Linked DNA regions of Mus musculus: all the other regions are linked to region 3. Evidence: chromatin contacts called from public Hi-C data. All regions are on one chromosome and are shown on one strand. The core of a region is the stretch at or near the end of the contact, and the rest is flanking DNA. Distances in the headings are between cores, read along the strand shown.

Region 1 (3,306 bases), core at 14-2,513, 330 kb before region 3:
CCCTTAAGCTACTTACGGTACCTCCTCAGCCATTATTTCTGCATATTCACATTTCTCAAGTCAATATTCTTTTAGAGTTTGATTATGTTTTTCTCATTTACTTAAATATTTTTGTTTTGTTTTGTTTTTTGTTTTTGTTTTTGGAAACTGTTCAGACACAAATTCTCTTTCTGGCTTGAGAACTGATAAATGTAACCGCACAGTTCTTTGAGGCTGTTTATACTGTTAGCTGAAGACATTATTATTTCTATATCACATTTGGTTAAATGACTTCCTATCTGTCAGCCTCACCTCACTCAAATCAACACCAGGAAAAACAGTATGGTTGAAGATGGGCATGTGTCCACTCAGGGTGTCGCCAGTGTCAATCTTTGGGTTTCTGTGTTATTAGAGCTTATCAGATGAAACTTTTGTAGCTTTAGACTTGTTCTCTACTTTTGTTTCGTTTTGCTTTTACAAAGGGATCTTACAGGTGATTTTAGTAGTGAGTCCTGCCAGTGAACCTTTGGAAAGTGACATCCCAGAATGCAGCAGTCCAAGAACAAGAGGCAGCACTCATAACCTTGTATCACCTTGCTATGGCGGTGTAGGATTCTTCAGTTTGACTTCAAGTTCTGTTTACCTAAACAGTTAGGACAGGGACAAGATCTCCCCCTCAACCCTCAGGGTCCAAGTCTCTGCCTGAGTGCAGGACACCTCTGGATATTGACCTGTGATGATTCTTGATAGGGTTACTTTCGAATTACAGCACAGGTTAACACCACTTTTTTTTTTCTTTTTTTCTTTTTTTTTTTCTTTTTGGTCTCCATTTGGTCTCATTTTATCAGCAATCATAATTGATAGCTAGTAGCAACCATTTTCATGAGCACTTAATGTATGCCAGGTGTTTTAAGATGATACATGATATGCATTCTTGTTCAGTTGTCACAAGATCTTTATGCTATCATACTCCCTATTTTGCAGATAAGGAAAGTTTTGCAATTCAGATGAATTATATATCTACAAGGAGATTAGAACTCCAGTTCTGGGTGTCTTGGAACCATAAGAGAAACATTCTTATGTAGCCCAGTCTTCTTAATACAAGACCCTAAAATTTAGAGGAAATCTTTTACTGGTGAGAAGGCCCCTGTAATTAATGGAACTCTAAGGCGACTGACTGATGATCTTTGCTTTCTCTAGTTTGGATGTAGATGTTGGCCTGGTCCCCTGAGCACAGATGGAGAATGCAGGAAAGACAGGATGGGGCTTGTGGCTCATTATCAAGGTCAAAATCCAAAGGTATTCTTTCCATTGCTTTTGGATTTTCTTCGTTTTGAGTTAACCTTGGAGAGATTCATGCAACTACCTCTGACTGCCTTCTGTTTACTGGCAGCGTGTGGGTTTTTCAACTCATGCCTGGAGGTTATGTCCTGGATCAACAGGAGTTGAGTGACCTTACATGTAATATAAATTCATTTTCTTAAGCTATGAAATATTGAACATTGCTACTTTTCATGTGAAAACATTGCACAAATATAAAGCATGCATGAACATTTTCCTAATGGCGAATGGTACTGAAGTTGGAAATCTTGTCATCGTAAAGTGGGCTTTGATCCTCCTGCCCATCTGCAGCAGCACTAAGTTAGGACAGCAAATTAGTGTGAAGAAAAATCAAAGATTAAGTATTTATATTATGTGATATTAAGTTGTTACGGTTTTAAAGATTCCACATACTACTCTATACCTTCAGACCATATTAACTTAAATCAGTATAGCATGGCTGCCATCATTTTCTGCTAAATAGGCAACATTTATTGTATACAGTAAGTGATGTTATGGTTTTTTAGTGTGTGTGTGTTAAGGGAATCAAACCCAGCATCTCACATATGCCAAGCAAGTGTTCTATCATTAAGCCAAATCCCTATTTACTGCATGACAATGTAGTATGTGGGTGAATATGCAGAAATGGGAAATGAGCAGACTTTTTAAACTGCTTTAAATTGATAGACAAATACATCATATTAGTTTAACAAACTAGTATGTTGGTGATTTCGTGAAAATTCTCAGATCAGTTTTTCTGATCCTAGTACTAAATATTCACGATAACATGAACTAGCATTTTTGTCAATATAGTTGGTTAATTTGTATGTAATAGAATTTCTTAAAACACACTGTAAATGGGTATAATTTAGACTGACTTTTATGAGAATAAATTTGGGAAATTTGACCATATTTATCTCCTTCCAACATAGTCCTAAGATGCACTTCATCTCTGCAAATTTCTTTAAAAACATGCTACAGTTAATAAACATGCTACTCATGTTTAACACATGTTATTGAATGCATTCTTCTAGAACATTTTTTTGTTTATTCATATCATGTTTTTATATTTTAAAAGTGGATTAGCACTGTAGTCGAGAAATTTGTGTCTTTATGTAAAATCTGGCCTTTTTGGAAGGTTCAACACTCATCAGTCAATTTTGTTCTCTCTCCTCTCTAGCGCTCCTTCTCCCACCCAGGGTGTGTGTGTGTGTGTGTGTGTGTGTGTGTGTGTGTGTGTGTGTGCGCATGCACACGCATTCTGCCTTGGAGCACTCCTTTGAGGTCACAATACACACAGCATGATTTTCTTATTTGCTAATGAAGATGGATAATAATATTGATTAGCCACAATTAGGAATCATTTTTAGCGCTGGTTGCTAAAGACACATTCTTTGCTTTAAAGCAGTTTGATGGTACAAAAATTTATACAATGCTTAAGTCTTATTGAGATGTAAATGTGCCAAGTGTCATGAGAACTTTTAAGCAAACAATAAACTTCTGGCATCCAGAGCAAATGGAACTGGTGGGAATTCACTGAAGCACAAGCAAAACAAATACTAGAAAGCCTATGTCCTTAAAGTCAAGCCCATTCTTTATACCAAGTGCTCACTGAGCACTTGTTTCAAGTCTGCCTTCATGGCATCCTTTCACCATCTCTGGAAAAATAGAATTCCATTTCCCCTTCACAGGTTGTGGAAACAGGTTTCATAAGGGTTTTCTCAAGGACACAGGCTTAGCCAGCCAAAATGGGAGAGCAGCAATTACATAATTCAGAAATAATAACCACTATACCTCACTGCATTTAGAGCTTGGATTCTGCTCCATATTGCTCAAAATTGTCAACAACAGGTTGCCTAAAAAGCTTTTAAGGAATAAGTCTAAGAGAGATGCACTTTAACAGAATTACAGGCCAGTGTGTGAGGTAGCAGCTAGCAGAGACAGAACGTACTGGATCTGCAGTAGACACCAGGCCAGGTGGAACCATTCTGAAGGACCCACTTACCC
Region 2 (3,112 bases), core at 404-2,903, 280 kb before region 3:
CCCCTGTGTTGTGGGCCCTGTAGGGTTTCTCACTGCTCTTTAAGGCATACTCATATTCCTGCGCTGGAAACTTGTATTTCATTCTTTCTCATTCTACATCTCTAGATGGCCCCTGATTCTTTCCTTCATTGTTTCTGACATCTGTTGGTATCTATTTTCTACTTATTATTTCTGTTTCCTTCTTCCTGACAGATCCCTGAAGTGTAGAAGGTACCCAAAGCCCTGGCACTCCCACAGAACTCATGTGGGGAACTTGAATGTTCAGACTGACAGCTCCTCACTGTCCCATACTTTCCCATTTGTGTGTGCACCTGTGGTTGCAATTTTCTTGGGGATACTTTGCATAAAGAAACCTTTTTTCATCATTAAATGTGCCCAAGACTGAGACCAGGACCTTTGTCTAGAAGAAAATAGCCGACTTCTGGAAACAGAAGCATGGAGCCCTAACAGCTTGCTTTCCCAGACCGACCTCTTAACTCTGTGCCCCAGAAAATTGAGAAGGAGAACATTTGGAGATGGCTTGGGAAAAATTGAAACTGTGCTCACTAAATCTGGGATTGCTGAGGGGCTCTGGCATTCCCTGCCTCCTTTGCGTGTCATTTGTCTCTTTTCTAATTCCTATTTTTAAAAGATCTGCTAGATTAATTCTGCTAAAATGCCATTTTTTGCATGTCTCCTCCCTTATTTAAAAATCTGCGGTGACTCACCCTTAGTTTTAGACATCAGCTAAAGGACTTAATGCAGCTAGCTTGTGGCCTCCCACAGACTGGCCCATACCCACCAGTCTCCTATTCTTTCCTTCAAGAACATTTTGCATATGGAAATTGGTTTGTTCCGTGTCCCTGGAGTATATATTTTCCTCTATTTATGTCTTTTTGCTGAGTTTCTCTCCAATAGCTTTTGGTTGGGAACCTCTGGTGTCTGTACTCGGCCTCTGTAGGCTTGACCTGTGGAAACATGGGGGTGTTCTGTGAGTTGAGGGGTGTGCCAGACACTTACATAAGAGAGTGACACTGCTCCCATTATTGGTGTTTATTGACACGAAAGGTAATTGAATTAGGGCCCAGAGAACGCTCAAAGGCTCTCCACATATTCCAGGACTGCCCATCGTTGATACCTTTTTGCTTTAGGGCAGGTTTCCTGTTGTGCCAAGAGAGCTGCGATTGGATCAGAGCAATGCTTGATTCACATTGGCTGGCTGTGCGCTCTCATTCTCATCCCCCGGAGCTCGGTGACCTGAGAAGAGTTTTCATATCTAATTGCCTTTAATGATGGGGGCTGAAGACCCAGTGATAGTGCAGTCATGAGAGCAAAAACTGTAGTCATCCCGGGGAAGTGTTCCCCGGAACTGGCATCCACCATTCTTGTCTCGGGGGATGTTATAGCTGCTTTGCGATGAGTTTGAAGATATTTAGGATTTTCTGCATTTAAAAGGCATTTCCTGCTTTGAAAATGATGTCTATTTCAGGTTAGAATAAAACCCCATCTCCTTTCTGCCCTGAAGTGCTGAGGAGGCATTTAGAGCAGGAGATAGTTCTCTGTGCTTCTCAGACTGGGAACTTAACAACAACGGAGTCACTGGTGCTTGGCATTTCCCTGTGTTACTCATGCGAATGTCCCTTCTCACAGAAGCCTGTGGCCAAATGGACCAGCTCCCAGGAGAGAGGCGCTGTAGCTCATGGCTGAACAAACACTGAGGCAGAAAGGCTAAGCACTCTCCAGACATCGCTTCTCCCTCATCCCCAAAGGGCTTGCTTTCTCCTCTGAGGAGAGAGAGGGATGCACCAGGCAGTAAAAGCAGGAAGGCCATTTGCTGCTCCTGTGTGTGGCCTGGAGTGCAGAGAGAAAAGTCTCCGGAAGTTAGTGGGGGAGAGGGGGAGTTGGGGGCAGGGTAAGGGCGGGGGGGGGGGGGGGGGGCGGGGGGCGGTCCTGCAATTTCAGTATATGAGCAGACTTTAATTGGTGTCTGTGTCCTTTTAAAACAGCTTTATTTTATTAATCAAGCATTTCTTTAGAGTATATACACCTAGTAAAACACAGCAGGCTCGATTCTAGGTACCCCGAAAAGAAAGGGAGGTTTACTCTTCCTAAGATAAGAGCGGTGTGCTTTCCTTCCTTCGCAGTTTTAGTATAGCAAGCCGGGTTGGATCTTACATTATTTCTTGAGGGAGTGAGTAGGTGCTGAGCAGACTTGCGTTGGTGAAAGTCCATGCCGAGTAGGAGAAATGAAACCCAGTGTGTGTTCAAAATTCACAAACTGGAGGAACTCGGGTCCACAGGCGTTCTTCCACGGGGGCCAAGGAAAGGGTAAAGGTAGGAGCCCTGGGAATCAGGCAACTCCGAGGTAGGCTTCTAAATTACAGAGCTCCATGTTGTCTCGGATAGAAGATGATGGGATGTGTGTCACTACTAGAAGGTCCTATACTTTTTAGATGTGCTTTAAACATTATCTTTGCTGGGAAACCTAAAGACAATTAATTAAACCTAGGAGTAGATCTGTGAGGAAAGTTGTGCATAGAATAAGACAGCTACTCACTGAGAGACTCTGTTCAGAAAAAACAAACACTTATTTCCTTTTTTTGGGGGGGTGTATGGTGTGTGTGTGTGTGTGTGTGTGTGTATGTCTATCTATGTGTGTCTCTATATGTGTCTGTGTATTTGTGCATATATCTGTATGTGTGTATTTGTATACATTTCTATGTATGTCTCTGTATGTGTGTCTCTGTGTGTCTTTACCTGTGTGTGTGTGTGTGTGTGTGTGTGTGTGTGTGTGACACTTGGACGTGCCTGTGTTCTGTATATCTGTGTGTCAGGCCAGAGGTCAACTCTGAGTGTCTAGCTCAATTGCTGTTAACTGTCATTACTCTGTTTTCACTACTCAGGGTCTCTCACTGAGTCTGGGCCACATTGATTCTGCTTAGCTGGCAGGCATTCTCCTCCCTATGTCTCCCCAGCTCTGGGACAGAGACAAGTACCATGTTACCCAGCACTTCCGTGGGTGCTGGAGACGCTGTGCTGGCTGTTAGCACGTTACTTACTGAACCACATCCGAAGTCCAGCAGATGCTTTTTCTATAGACTGATATTTTTATAGGACCATTCAGATTTCATGA
Region 3 (3,295 bases), core at 124-2,623:
GCCTTCATGTTCTGTTTCTGCAAGCTCTCGGGTTCTGGTTCCAAGTTACACTTTCAGTGGCAGTATTGTACTGAGATTATTATCACATAAAATAGTGTGCATATGTATGCATCTAGTATATATGCATGTATGCAAAGCACTATTGTAAAAAAATATGCTTTACTTCAGGCTCTAGACACATGAAATGTATCATACTGCATTTTCACTGAGAGAATTCTCTTCTGCCTTGACTGTTTCATATTCTGAGGAAACCAGAGTATATAACAATAGCATTTGAGGTACTTTGTTTTAAGTATTTATTTGGATGTGCGTGTTTGTGATGGGTACCACAGAAGACAACATTTGATCTTCTGGATTCTGAGTTATAGGAGGCTGAGAACAAACTCAAGTCCTCTGAAAGAGAAGCAATCACAATCAGCCATCGAGGCATCTCTTCAGTACCAAATCATCACATTTTAGATTCCCATCTATCTGCTCCCTTTGGATACACTCTTTTGAACATTGAGCAGAGAATTTAGAAGCCTCACCCGCACGTTCACATGCTCCATGGACATTTGAACATAAACTCTTCCGTGGATTGTGTCCTTGTAAGCGGAGCCTGTTTCCTGGACTCCACGGCATATGGTCACCCTGTGGGAGATGCTCCCGTGGGTGGGGAAAGTGGGGCTCTCTGACAGTCACACACAGTTTCCGCCAACCTGAGCTCGGGCCTCAGCAGGAGCTTCATGAACAGTAGCCCCCTTCCAGGTACGTTGCCAGAATTTCAGAGCTCTGCCCACACTGAATTATTAACAGTTCAAGAGGAAATGTTCACAGAGATGTTCTCTGTGGGAGAGTCCCAGTAACACTCTTTGTCCCCTCTCTGCCCGCTCCCAGGGTTCCACGAGAACACATCCACACTACTATGAGGTCAATGGACCTGTTAAACAGGACGGGTTTGTCAACTTTTAAAATAACAGGAGATTCTTAGATTCCTGGATGTTGATCACGTGAACCGCAGTTAACTTCTTCGAAGGAAAACTTTGCTTCATCCACAGAGAGTACTACAATCTTTAAAAGTTTATTTAAAATTCTTAAAAATATGAATACTACAAGAGTGTACTGTCCTTCCTTTTAGGAAATGTAGGCTCCAATTTCATACCTTCTATCCACTGGTCAAATACTGCAGCTTCTGACGCTGGTCCTTGTTTTGGTGGCTTTCTGATCTACTCACAGAAGCTGAGTGTGGGGAGAGTAGCATCAAGCACTGCCAGGCTGCTCCCTGTGAGCAGATGCCCCAGGCTAACAAGCAGCTACGTCCAGTAGGTGCCATCTGCTACACCTGGCAATGGCAGAAACTGTGGGTTGAAGTCTTTCTGCAACATCTTGGCTCACTGAACTTGCCTGGCAGGGTGCTGGAGCAGGTGGCTTGGCCACAGCTTGCTTTCCAGTATGTTGTGTTCTGGATTAGTCCTGGGGGAGAAAACTGATTCATAACTCCTCCTCTCTGCCTACTCGTTCTGGTTATCGTTGACACTTTAACATGTTTGGAATGTCATCCAAAGTGCAAGAGGTCACAGCCAACGAAGGCCAACAACCAATAAACCAAAATGTTTCCTGGAATTCTATCGCCCATCAGAATCAGGGACTTCTCCTTTTGTGGATCCTTTTCTTGGAACCCTTTTCTTGATCTCTGAATTTCTTTTCATTCCATTCAGTTTCTATCAGCAGCATCTTCCCCTCCAGGCCTGTTGCCCTACTGAGAGACCCATCAGAGAAATGGTTTCTCTGTTCATTGACCTTCTCATGTCCACTAATCTGGAGTTTGCATGTGGACAATGCTCCTAGTATGGAACAATATTTTAAAAATAGCCACATGCTAAACTATGGATTTCTGCTGTTCTTAGTTGTCCAGGAAACACCATGTATGGAAGCTCTTCTAAGAATCCTGGACTTTGGAGAGTCTATGAAAGTTGGACCTTTCTTTCTTTCTTTCTTTCTTTCTTTCTTTCTTTCTTTCTTTCTTTCTTTCTTTCTTTCTTCCTTCCTTCCTTCCTTCCTTCCTTCCTTCCTTCCTTCCTTCCCTCCTTCCCTCCCTCCCTCCCTCTCTCTCTCTCTTTCTTTCTTTCTTTCTTTCTTTCTTTCTTTCTTTCTTTCTTTCTTTCTTTCTTTCTTTTGTTTTTTCAAGACAGGGTTTCTCTGTGTAGCCCTGGCTGTCCTGGAGCTCTCTCTGTAGACCAGGCTGGCCTCAAACTCAGAAATCTGCCTGCCTTTGCCTCCCAAGTGCTGGGATTAAAGGCGTGCACCACCACTGCCCGGCTGGACATTTCTAAAAGGACCTCTAAATATTCTATAGTCCATTGTATCTTTTGACTCTGTGTTGAATATGCTAGAATACATTTTCTTTGGTATGCTTACTTTCATTATCTTGCTTTCTTCCTACATTTTCTATGTCATCTTTTTTCTACTTTCTCTATTTTTTCCCCAAATATTTAACCAATATTTTACCCAAATCTCATGCTTCTTCTCCTCTAAGTAAACATGAGAAGGTTTCACTTGGTTCAGAGCACGTTTACCATGCATCGAGTGGAGAAGCCTAAGATGGGGCTGTCAAAACCAACAGCAGGGTTGTTGCAGGCTTCAGTGAAAGTGGATCAGAGCTCTGGTTTTCTTAATGCTGATGACCATAAGGTTGCCCTTCCTAGGCTAGGTGTGACTGGACAAATGACCATCTCCATTGTGAACAGATGAGGGGCATACCACATGTAGCAAGGAGGCAGAAGTATGTCACTGGTTCCTTCAGAACTGTATGCTCCTGAGACAACAATGACAAGGGTTTTTGATGATGCTTGCTCCATCAGCCTGGATCATGATTGTAAGGAGCAAAGCCTCCTGGGAAGAAATGAACTTCAGTGAAATTTTGAAGTCATTTTATCATGGTATATATTTAGCCTGGGCTGATTGATACATCCTCAAACTTGGATTCCATGGAAGAAAAGGAAAGCCTCTGCAGGGCACTTTGATAATAGCAAATGAATTATTCTTAGTTGTAAGAGCAAAGAATCCAAGCTATTTTTTTTAATGTTAGAGCATAACTGAGCTGCAGGAGCATATAGGCATTGCATTTCAAAAGATGTCTTTACACAGAAGCAATTGGAATAGAGAATGATGCTTCCAAGCAGAAGATTAGAGCAGCAGGTAGGATGAAGCCTCATGGTGTGGATAGAGATCACAACCAAGAAGCTCAAGGAAACGGCCACCGAGCAGCTATTCATCATTCAAATACTTAGCTGTCCAGAATTTTATTAGAAACCAG
Region 4 (3,354 bases), core at 673-3,172, 300 kb after region 3:
ATGCCAATGTCAGCATCAGCACCTGTACTTGTTATTTAATACCAAGTGGACAACACTAAAAACTTACCCATACAAGTAACACCAAATGGACTCAATAGTTTATATTTATATATTCATATGCATGTATAAAAATAATAATAAACACATGAACATAGGAGGTAGTGAAAGGCTGGAGAGGCCGCCATCAGACAGAAAGGTAAGTCTGATGTGAAGAGAGGGCAGGAGAGGGGAGCTGGGCACAAGCCTCCTTGATTGGCATTCATGCTCAGGAAGTTTTAAAATGGTCATCAAGGAATCATACAACCCAAAAGAATCTTGGAAGGTATTTGAGGTGCTCAGGAAGTGGTGGGCACTATTACCTACAAGGCTTTCATCAGGCTTGGGGAAATCACAGCCACCTACATTTCTACAACTTCAGTCCTTGGAAGACCATTCTCAAGTCAAACTTAGATTTCTTACAACATAATTAAAGTCTTCTGTTAGTAAAGTCCCCAACAACTTATGAAGCTTACAGGAAAAAATGTGTACATGGTGCTGCATGCCTTTGACCCCTGCACTCTGGAGGGACAAGAGATTTTTAGCCACCTCTACCTAATAAGTCCAGGATAGTCAGGGCTATATAGTGAAACCTTGTCTACAAAGTTGAAAAGTGGCCCTGCTCAGCACATGTAGGGAAAACATGAACACATTTCAGTGCAATAGGTTTGGCTCTAAGAGCACTTGCTTCACATAGCTTGATGTAAATTTTGACCTGAAGTTAATAAATTGCATTTAAATTTTGGCACAATGCCTCTATAGATCAATAACCAACACAATCACAAAAATCAGGACCCAGTGCAAACATGTATGATCTAAGGGCAACATGAGTTCCAGCTTCTCCCACTTCTGACTTGAGAAAAATACACCTGAAACATAGAAATGTCTGACATGTCAGTTTCACATGGCTATACTCTGAATTTTTTAGGAAATTAGACAAACTCTCTTTAGTTGGAAAGTTCACCTTCCTAAAGGACATTATAACAATATCATACAGCATATATTAAATAATGTTATGTAATTTAAAATAACTATGCTAGGGTCATTTATTCTCCTGGTCTATTTAAATTTACTCTAACTTAATCTTTATAGCAACAGTATAATGTAAAACTATTATAACCCCATTTACATGTAAGAAAATCAGACAGAAAGAGGTTAAATCACTTGCCAAGTCTCCACAGGAAGTGAGTTTTGCAACTAGAATTTAGCTCTGGCACTCAGCTTTCAGAACCATATTCCTAACTACTCCATTATTCTTCACTTGGTCCTTCTCTGACAGTGGAATTTTGGTAGAATTTTGGAGTAGCACATTTTTAACACAATAAATGATGATCATCAGATCATACTGTGACTCCTGTTATAGTCACAGAAATGTGTGTGTGTGTGTGTGTTCAATTCAGAAAAGACTTCTTAAGAATTCCAGTTACAGGAAAAAAATCTAAAATAGAAACTTGCAAGTTTCTGCTTCATCTGTGTTTACCATTCACTTAAGACCCTGGACAATCAAATTCATTTTCATATGGAAAGCTTGGGGTGGTATCCTTTGAATCAGAAATTGTCCTAAATCAGCCCTTGGCCTGAAAATGAGGATGGAATGAGGGAGGCTGTGGAGTCTTGAAAACTAGCTGTTCCAAATCCAACAGCCATTGGTTACACAGCAAGCCCTCTTGTCCTCTACCAAAACACCTAAAAGACTATTCACCTCCAGGCAGCCCTGGACACAGGCAACCACAACTAACAGTATGGAGCTCTCTGCTGGCTCCTGCTCTTTTACTTAATTTTTTTCTTTCTTTTCCTTTTTTTCCTCTCCCCCCACCCCTTGCTTTGTGCACTAGCCTGACATTTCTCTTTGTTCCTATGGGCATGTATCCAGCTCCCTCCCACAGATCTCTTGCCTGGCAAGCAGAGTGTCGACTCCCAACATGATTCTGCCCCCACAGAGCATGCAGCGTGTGCTATGCTGTGGGTGGCAGAGGAGAAAGGAGCCATGGCAGCCCTAGAAATATCAATCTCCCTGGTGCCATTATGCAGGGTCTCAACACCTCTACGGGGTTCTAAGCAAAGTGGATGTGTCAGTGCAAGAAAGCGGTTAGCCTTGTTTAGTGCACTCTGGCTGAGGCAGGACCTGGTGGGAGGGATGGAGAGAGTTAGGCCCTTTGCACTCTGGGAGCTTTGTAGAAGGATGAAGTAGCAGCTATGATACAGGAGTATGATAGTGAGATGCAGTACATGATGTTACATATATTAAACGATGTTGTCCTATAGTTAAATTTTTAATAATTTTTAATAATAATAATCTATTTAGTCCTCTGATTAAATATGGAAAGGATATATTCCTTAAAGGAAAAAAGATCGTGGTCAAGGATACAATCTAGCAGTCATGTTCAATGGAAGATGTTCATGTAGCTGTAGAGTCTTATAGAAGAAAATCAAGGAGCCTCTATCATTTCTCCCGGACTTCTTATCAAAGGCTACATAGTAATGTTCTATCTTTAGCCATTGACAAATGTCATAAAACCAGAAGCTTTCTGCATTTATACCTATTTTAAGCATGTGTGATAGTGTGAGATGGGCTAAATAACATTTCCCAACATTAAAAATACCTGAAAGGTGGCTAGTGCTTATCAGAGATTTACATCTCACAAGAACCTCGTGCTTTTGGTTTTAAGAGCTGGGGACTAGAGTACGAGACTTGCTCAAATTTTCTTGGCCAGTTATCTGGATAATGCAGTACTGATATCCAGTTCATGTGATGCCAAAGTCTGTCATGGTTCCAGGAGAAATGATTCTCTTATACAGAAATAAAGTGTTTTCCCAGATCTTTAAAAATGCAGACTGTCTAAAGCTACGAAGAAATCCAATATGAAGACTCAATACCTAAACTGAGCCTGGCTTTGTGATTTTCCTATAGTTACTACTCAACTACTGGATGCCTTGCCGAAAATCACTGCAACATCCTCTGCATCTCTAACAACTGCACACACCATGTCACTGCTTCAAGGTATGATTTCTGTGTATCTAAATGGAAAGTTCTTCTACATTACTGTTCTTTGTGAAATAAGCACAATCCATCTTCATTTGTGAAACATACTCTTGCAGGGTGAGGAAAAAATTTGCATTTGCAACATCATAACTATAAATCATGAATATTTCCTTAAATGGGAGTAGAGGGAGAGTTATGTGGATTAACGTATCTATCAAAGGTGACTGAGTTGTTTTCTTTCTCAAAATAACAGATACTGAGGATAGGAAGATTGCAACCACTCCATCAACCACCCCCTCCTATTCCAGTGAGTAACATGTGTATCTCCGTTCATG

What was found. A called contact is a pair of places that touch in the nucleus more often than the background predicts.
Region 1: a contact with region 3 is called in a Hi-C map of cerebellar granule neurons, with 3 times the contacts expected there. The contact joins two enhancer-like sites. A contact is called at or near these places in 4 of 484 Hi-C or Micro-C datasets (cerebellar granule neurons and cerebellum).
Region 2: a contact with region 3 is called in a Hi-C map of cerebral cortex, with 2.1 times the contacts expected there. The contact joins two enhancer-like sites. A contact is called at or near these places in 1 of 15 datasets of contacts at CTCF or cohesin (the NIH/3T3 cell line) and 2 of 484 Hi-C or Micro-C datasets (cerebellar granule neurons and cerebral cortex).
Region 4: a Hi-C map of cerebellum shows a contact between it and region 3, with 6 times the contacts expected there. The contact joins two enhancer-like sites. A contact is called at or near these places in 6 of 484 Hi-C or Micro-C datasets (brain, cerebellar granule neurons, cerebellum and 1 more).

The regions. Positions count from the first base shown.
Region 1 is chr3:136,779,283-136,782,588 of GRCm38.p6, forward strand. The region is part of intron 1 of Ppp3ca (protein phosphatase 3, catalytic subunit, alpha isoform); the gene reads left to right. Among named protein-coding and RNA genes, the nearest start is that of Ppp3ca, 110 kb to the left of the region's middle. Within about 2 kb of position 1,264, at least 4 of the 459 cell types and tissues checked have an H3K27ac peak or open chromatin away from gene starts, as enhancers often do. A contact at or near this core is called in cerebellar granule neurons, where this site is marked.
Region 2 is chr3:136,832,433-136,835,544 of GRCm38.p6, forward strand. The region is part of intron 2 of Ppp3ca (protein phosphatase 3, catalytic subunit, alpha isoform); the gene reads left to right. Among named protein-coding and RNA genes, the nearest start is that of 1700006H20Rik, 120 kb to the right of the region's middle. Within about 2 kb of position 1,654, at least 104 of the 459 cell types and tissues checked have an H3K27ac peak or open chromatin away from gene starts, as enhancers often do. A contact at or near this core is called in cerebellar granule neurons and cerebral cortex, where this site is marked.
Region 3 is chr3:137,109,323-137,112,617 of GRCm38.p6, forward strand. No RefSeq gene overlaps it. Among named protein-coding and RNA genes, the nearest start is that of Gm26107, 43 kb to the left of the region's middle. Within about 2 kb of position 1,374, at least 10 of the 459 cell types and tissues checked have an H3K27ac peak or open chromatin away from gene starts, as enhancers often do. A contact at or near this core is called in cerebellar granule neurons, cerebellum and cerebral cortex, where this site is marked.
Region 4 is chr3:137,413,774-137,417,127 of GRCm38.p6, forward strand. It overlaps Emcn (endomucin), which reads left to right. Exons shown (of 12, transcript NM_001163522.1): 6 at 2,948-3,037; 7 at 3,273-3,326. Among named protein-coding and RNA genes, the nearest start is that of Gm38650, 46 kb to the left of the region's middle. Within about 2 kb of position 1,923, at least 35 of the 459 cell types and tissues checked have an H3K27ac peak or open chromatin away from gene starts, as enhancers often do. A contact at or near this core is called in cerebellar granule neurons and cerebellum, where this site is marked.